2 separate regions of the Gossypium hirsutum genome follow, and region 1 is linked to region 2. The links are chromatin contacts, called in public Hi-C maps. All regions are on one chromosome and are shown on one strand. The core of a region is the stretch at or near the end of the contact, and the rest is flanking DNA. Distances in the headings are between cores, read along the strand shown.

Region 1 (3,730 bases), core at 509-3,008, 220 kb after region 2:
CAATTTACGGCTTCTTTCATTTTAACCCTCAATTGTTCCTAATTTCCGGAGTTAAAGGAAATCTAGTGTGACAAGTTCTAAATTTCTATATTGTTTTCAACTTTTTTATTTATAAAATATTATTTATTTCAAACATTACTTACATTCAATATGTTATATATTTTATTATTTATTATTTATTTTTAATCCAGAAAAAATTAAACATGTGAAATTACATGCAACGCCATGCGCCATTAGAAACTAGTATATATAAAAGTACAAGTTTTAAAAAAACTTTTAAACTGACGAGAATACCCTTTACTTTCCATCATATTACTAAATTCACATTTTTTTTAAAATGAAGTAAAATAGAAGTTGAGATAATTATATATTTAAAAATAATTATAATTTAATCAGAGTTGTGATAATTATTACATATTTAAAATATTAAAATTTAATTTCTACTTATTAGTTAAAAATATTATTCTAATTTTAAAATAAAATTAGGGGTGAGCGTTTGATTGAATTGAGTCAAATCGAGTGAAAAAACTTCGAGTTAAGCGAGTTGGCAAATCATATTTTATCATCCTAACTCAATTTGAAATTTTTTCGAACCGAGTCTCCAAATCAAGTCGAGTGAAATGTTATTCAAGTCGAGTTGAATCAAGTAAAATTGTTCGAGTTAAATTAAAAAAATTAAACATGTCAAATTAAAATTTTGTTACAAATTACAATATAACTAATTCCATGTTAGAGCACATAAATTTGAAACCATATATATTTGAAAATATTTTCAAAGGAAAATAATAAAAAATAAGATACTTTATGATAAACTTGAATCATTAATTAACTTATTTAGGTCCCAAAATTATTATTTTAGAAAATTTTAAAATTTTTAACTTTCTTTATATATTCTTTAGAATTTTTTTAAAAAAATCATAATTTTTTGAAAAAATATAAAATTTGGAATTTTATAAATATTTTAAATTTTTAAAATTATTTTGAATTTTTAAAATTATTTTAATTTTTTTGTAATTTTTGTTGAGAGATATCAATTTGCGCATTTTCAAAATTAACAGAGACCAAAGCGGTATTTATACCAATCTGCTATTTAAATTACTCGAGTTATTCAAATTGTAAAATTCAACTCGACTCGAACTTCGAAACTCGAAACTCGAAACTCAAATTACTTATTCGAGTTTACTTGAATAACTCGATTCGATTAACTCAAAATTTGAAAAAAAAAATTGATTTTTTCGAATCAAACCAAGTTTTGCTCACCCTTAAATAGAATGGTTACTTGAATAGAACTATAAGCATAAAATATATGAAAAAAATTGTGATAATTATAATTAAATTTAAAATATTAGTTAAAAATTTTGATGTAAAAAATTTGTGCTAATTTTATTTATGTAAAATAGAATTATTGCTTGAATAGAATTCTAAACATCTTAATTATCACTTAATTAATATATAAGAGTTAATTAGGTTAATCAATTTTTTTTCAATAATTTTTTTTGCATTAATTACATAAAGTAAAATTATAACATAGGTTGAATATAATAAAAATACTTTAATTATTATTGAAAATTTTGTATTGTAATATTTGAAGTGATAAGTTAATATAATTTAATTGTATTTAATAATTCAAATAAAAAATTATTTTACAGTAATTAAAAATATAATATTTAAAAATTAATTAAATATTAAACGTTTAAAATTACATCAAGGGATCATCATAAACTAGCTTAAATAAAAAAGAGGCTGCCATTTGAAAATTTAATAACTTAACAATTTAGTCGTAAGTCCCACACGCAAATCGAACATGACCAACGAAAACCTAAAAAGACCAGGGAAGTGAATAAATGACAAAGTTGCAGCTGCTGTATCCTCTAGGGTTGGGTCTGGGTGGGCCTTTCTGCTTTATCAATTTTTGTAGGAGAGGCTTCCAAACGATCCCGTTGTCCGGCGGCGCCTCCCCTGCCAAGGCAAGTGCCAAAACCTACTCCAGTTGTACTGGTATGCACCCAAAAGTAAAGTATTGGTATTACAATAAGTTTGTTGCCTGCAGATGTCAACGGAGTTCTATTCGTTCGGGCCATATAAGATAGACCCCAAGGAAGTCTTCTACTCCACCCCCCTTTCCTATGCCATGGTCAACCTCCGTCCTGTTGTTCCTGGTAATTACTTCTTCTAATTAGCTGCCAACCACCACGCTGTCCTGCAATCATTTGTCAATCTTCGTTGATTTCCCCTTTTATTTTTCATTTGCAGGTCATATCCTTTTTCACTCGGGCATTTAAATCCAATCATTTTGTGTTATATGTATATGATTTTGGCCTACCAATAGGAAGAGTAGTTTTCTTTCCAATCATTAGAAATTGTCTTCTGATATGCCTGCTTTTATATAAACTACTAATCCGCAGGACACTCATTTAGTCTTGATATTAAACATGCTGTACCTCCGAGATTGAGCACTCATGGAGGATTTTTTTCTTAATCCTAATGATGGGGTTGTCTTATCCTATTGTTTGTTGGTAAGACACAATGTCTTAAAACTGTTCATATGGAAACTTGCGACTGAAAAATTTTGTTTTAGGAAGCATCCAGCCTGGGCAGCGAAGTGTTGATGGCACGTATGCAGACACCCATATATGTATGTATGGATTTTTGTATGTACGTAGAATTCATGAACAATTTTAGGAAGATGCGAAAGAAACTGTCTGACAAAATTGTTCTAACTATATATATCCAAAACATTACATGCTAAAATGTTCTCGAAATATATGCTGCATTTATTTAATCTAAGTGGGAATGGTTATGATCGCATTTGTTAGGAAACCATGAATATTCGTACAAAGAACATTCATGCTTGAATTTGGTTTCTTTAACATTGTCTACATGTACTTGTCTGCCCAAGGCGTGAAGTTAAGCGATTTGCTGATCTCACTGTTGAAGAGACCCAAGATTTATGGCTAACAGCTCAGAAGATTGGTGGAAGACTTGAGTGCTTCCATAAGGCGTCATCACTCACTTTTACCATCCAAGTAACAGAGAATGGGACTTGATATATTACTTCTGATCAAGTGTACATATGGTTTTTATGCCTCAGTGTTGTCATAGTAGATGAAATTGTTTTTTCAATCATATTGTTGCTTTCATATTATATGTTGGCCCTTTTTTAATTTTATTTACCGTCCCTGTCTGTATGTAGCAGACGTGATAAAAATGTGGATCCCTTTGTTCATGGTTTTATTAATCTGATGTTCTTTTTTGCTAACATTTTGTTTTTCCTTCATGTTTTTGCTTCCAAATCTTGCATATAATCTCTTTCACCGAGATGCCTTTACTAGAGTTTGGTTTTATTATTTTCCTAAATTTGTAAAATTTACATCCTAATCATAATTCTTTTGGCCTAGTCAGCCCTTTCAATTTGGGATGACCTCTACTTTGGTATTTGTGATTTTAATTTCAACTCTTTCCATGCCTTGGCTGTGTACCTCACGTTAACTACTATATCCCATTTCATGTTTTAGTTAATGTTTTCTCATGCAATAACCAACAATTCAGTGTGTTTAAGTGGTCATTTGAGAATGAAAAATATGCTGTATTATAGAAAATTGAATGGGAGAATGTTATGGTGTGATACTGTGGAAGTTCTTGTTCTCACCTTGGGTTAACGCTGCTGCTGCTTGGTAAATAGCATTTTTTTTTATGGATCAGTAAAGACTAGCATGCGTTGGTTTTTACT
Region 2 (4,039 bases), core at 921-3,420:
AATGTAATCAATGAATACTTTATTAAACTAATTTGTTCAAAAAATACAAGTATACATAGATGAAAATACTACACTAAGGGCATTAATTCCAACAGTCTCCCCTTTACCTTAGCGAGGTAGATGAGTCATGTTTCTTATTCCCATGCCCTTTACATGTTTCTCAAAACTCCTAGCCACCTAAGTCTTGCTAAACAGATCCACAAGGTTGTCCTCTAATGTGACTTTGACTACATCCTTTATTTTGTCCATTGCTGCCTCTCTTTTAATTTAATACTTTCTATCAATGTGTTTTGTGCTCTTGTTGTTTCTAGTTTCCTTGGTGTTAGCTATTGATGCATTATTATCAGAATATAGTGTGATAGCTTTTTTCATACTAAGAACGACTTCAAAATTCGTAAAGATTTTCCGAAGCCATATTGCTTCTTTTATTACTTTAGAAGCAACCATATATCGACCTCTATAGTATAGTAAATAGTACAACCATGCTTCACACTTCTCCACACTGTAGACCCACCACGTAGGACAAATATATAGCCCAATGTTGATTTCATCAAATCTCAACACGTTTGGAAGTCAGAAATAGTATAACCGATAGGAGTGAGATCTCCTCTAGAATATAAAAGCATATAATCCATCATTCTTCATAACTACTTGATTATATGCTTAACAACTTAGGTATATGGTTGCCTTTGTGTCGTTGAACTGATTTTAAAAATGTAATCTTAGTAGTAGGCAAATGTTTAGAAATTGAGGCACTGCCTCTTTTAGAAATTTTTTCTTTTCCGTAGGGTCTTGCGAGAACCATTCACCTTGATTTGCTTCTCTACATGGATTGCTAGCTTGCAAACATCATCAAAATTCCAATAAGGTTGTGATTGGACAACATCACCGACCTCTTGACAAAAATCACCAAGATACCAAGTGATCATTTGCTCTTCAATCTCCACATTTCATCATGAGATGCACAAATTCAATAGTGTATTACTTTACCAACAATTCATGATGTTTGGAACTAAGAAATTGCTAGAAAGAATCTTGCCTATAATTTGTAAGAAACTTTCTTTTAAGCTTTCTTTTCGTTTTTCAATTTTCTCATGAGGTTTTATTAAAATTTCCTCCAAATGCATGCATACTTTTTCAACTTGATGGTTACCAAGTTGACTCGACATAGTCATTCTATATATTTTAGAACAAAATGGTTCCTGCTATTCAAAATTAACCAATACCTTATCACCATTAGACATGTTCATGGGCCAGGCTACCTGCCCAAACCTGAAGGCCCGTCCGAAATTTAGGTGGGTTTGGGCAAAAAAATTAAGCCTGAAAAATGGGCTTGGATAAAAAAATTAGGCCCGTTTTGAAATATAGACTGGGCTTGAGTTTGAACATTTAAGGCCCAATCTCGGCCCGACCCGAGCCATTTTAAGTTTATAATACTTTATATTATTTTATTTTTATATATTAGAACACATTAAAAAAATAAACCTATACTAAATATATAATACTACTCTAATGTAAACATTAAAACAATGTTAAGATGATTATAAAAAAATTCAATAAATAAAAAATTGTATAAAATTATTAAATATTAAAATAAAATAAAATAAATATTTATTTTTAAAAAATTAAATAATAATATGGGTGAGCTTAAAATGGGCTTGAGTTAACCTTTTACAAATATGGGCGAGTTTAGAGAAAATTTTAAGCCAAAATTTCGGGTCAGGCCAAACTTAAGTAAACATAAAGTATGTTAATATCATATTTAAGCTCAAACCCGGGCCGACCCGGCCATGAGCACATCTAATAACCACAGATTCCCGTTAATTATTCAAAGCACTTCAAATAACAACCGTGCTAGCAAAGGTGTGGGGACTTTAGCATGCAATAAGCCTCAAGTCTGCTAAAGTAAATATCTAAAAAAGATCAAAGAGATCCATGTTTGTTTAAACCTAGCCTGACCCGAGCATGAGTACCTTTAATCACCACAGATTCCCGTTAATTATTCAAATCACTTCAAATAACAACCATGCTAGCAAAGGTGTGGGGACTTTAACATGCAATAAGCCTCAAGTCTGCTAAAGTAAATATCTAGAAAAGATCAAAGAGATCCATGTTTGTTGTTAGGGCATTATTTTAGGAGCTATGAGCCCATTAAGATATTTTCTGTCGAAAGAAGAGCCCAGAACCGGGCATCTTCCCATATTACGTATCCAAGGTTTCAGCCTCACAAATTTTGAGATGTATGAAGGGCAACTTTGCAAAAGTTTTCACTCTCCTCGCGAATTCCCATCAATTTTTTGTCTCTGTGGAAAGTGAAAAGGAGAATGTCTTCTTTAGGCACTTCAAAGGGTGTTCTTGAAATCGCCAAATTCGGTCTCTATGTTACGATCCCTATCGTTCTTATGTACACTTTCGCCAACAACACCAAGAATCTCCAGAAATTTATGGGAAATGTATACTCTCTTTTATCTCTTCTTCTCTTTGTGTTGTATCTTTTTTCTTTTCAAATTTTTAGTTGGTCGGATTTGTCTGACTCGTTGAACTCTGTGACAGATTGAGAGTTTTTTTTATATCTGGATTAGGCTTGAAATTGGAACAAAGTTTAATACTCATTCGAACTTTTTTGAAATTTGGGCCTCTTTATAACTGAACATTCTGGATTGTGGCAATAGGTATTTGTAAGAAAGCAGTGTTTTGGTAACTTGGTTTGTTGGTTCATAAAGTAAATGGAAGAATGCAATTAGATCTTCTGTATCTATGATCATGTATTTTCTGCAATATAATCATGTTTAACATACTTTATACTTATACAAAATTGATATGCTAAAAGTTTGTATTATATAGATTTCGAGATATTCGTTTTCATGTTACTTTTTATGTTGTGTCATGTTTTTATGCTGTGGTTTTGTTATTTTTTCTGTGATATGCTCATGCTAATCAACTTAAAAAATATATATGCAGGGATCCTATTAACCCTGTTCTTGTTAAATTATAAAAAGAATCTCTTTGTAATTTGATAACCGGTTAGATAACTTGTTTTGGTCTGGCAATAAATAGGAATTCTGTATTTCAACATCGCCTGTAGATTGGAATGTTGAGAACTGTGATTTTCTAGTATAGGTTTATTCTACGATTTGTTTTTTCTTACATGAATCATATTGATGCTCTATAAAGGTTAGTTATGTTATATATCTGCCTATTTGCAGATTTTAGTTAGGGTAAACTATATCATTAGTCATTAAATTTAATTAAGTTTTCGTTTTGGTCACTTAACTAAAAAAAGTTATAATTTAGTTATTGAACTATTTGAAAGTTTTTATTTAAGTCACTGAACTATTTAAAAGTTTTTATTTAAGTCGCTGAACTATTATCTTTTCTTTTTTAAAAGTTCTATCAGTGAGCTCCAAGTGACGATTCGACAATCGGTACGGTAGATCAGTACCTATCGACAAGTAGGATAATATACCTTAGATCCAATTCAATTTGATGGTCAATGTTAGAGATTAGAGAAAAAAGTTGTTTGATTTTTGGTTCATAGATCCGTGACGTCCAAAGCTGTTTAATGAAAAAAAAATTGAACTATAAAAGAGAAGTGGAAAGAGGGTTTTTTATTAGTGCAAGCAGTGTAAACAAAGAAAGCCACTGAGTATCGATTTTAATAGCTCAATGACTTAAATGAAAACTTTTGAACAGTTCAATGAGTAAATTGTAACTTTTTTTTAGTTAAGTGATCAAAACGAAAATTTACTCATAATTTAGTGACTAATGGTGTAGTTTACCCTTTTAGTTATTCAATTAGCGTCCATTCTCTTGTTAAGGATTTCAAGTCTACCTGTTTTCCTTGGTACGAAATGATTTCTTATTCGAGCCTAAATGACTTCTGTTTTCCTTTAATGTGAAGCGTTCGTATATAGTGTATCCTCCAGAGGGACCACGACCTCCATCGCCGGAGGAATTAAGGGAGATGGCTCGGGAGCTAGCTAGGAAGAGAAACAACCATTGATGATCTTTAGTGGTGTAAGTGATCTATGTAGCTTTG

The links. Hi-C and Micro-C count contacts between places; a contact is called where the count stands out from the background.
Region 1: a contact with region 2 is called in a Hi-C map of leaf, with 2.9 times the contacts expected there. The contact joins the promoter of LOC107915004 here to the promoter of LOC107915009 in region 2. A contact is called at or near these places in 5 of 34 Hi-C or Micro-C datasets (callus, hypocotyl, leaf and 1 more).

Annotation. Positions count from the first base shown.
Region 1 is chrD10:33,612,978-33,616,707 of Gossypium_hirsutum_v2.1, forward strand. LOC107915004 (bifunctional bis(5'-adenosyl)-triphosphatase/adenylylsulfatase FHIT) reads left to right here and starts at 1,759. Exons shown (of 5, transcript XM_016844096.2): 1 at 1,759-1,967; 2 at 2,051-2,161; 3 at 2,880-3,026. The coding sequence starts at 1,845.
Region 2 is chrD10:33,391,563-33,395,601 of Gossypium_hirsutum_v2.1, forward strand. It overlaps LOC107915009, which reads left to right and starts at 2,171. Exons shown (of 2, transcript XM_016844099.2): 1 at 2,171-2,453; 2 at 3,902-4,039. The coding sequence starts at 2,325. The coding sequence ends at 4,003.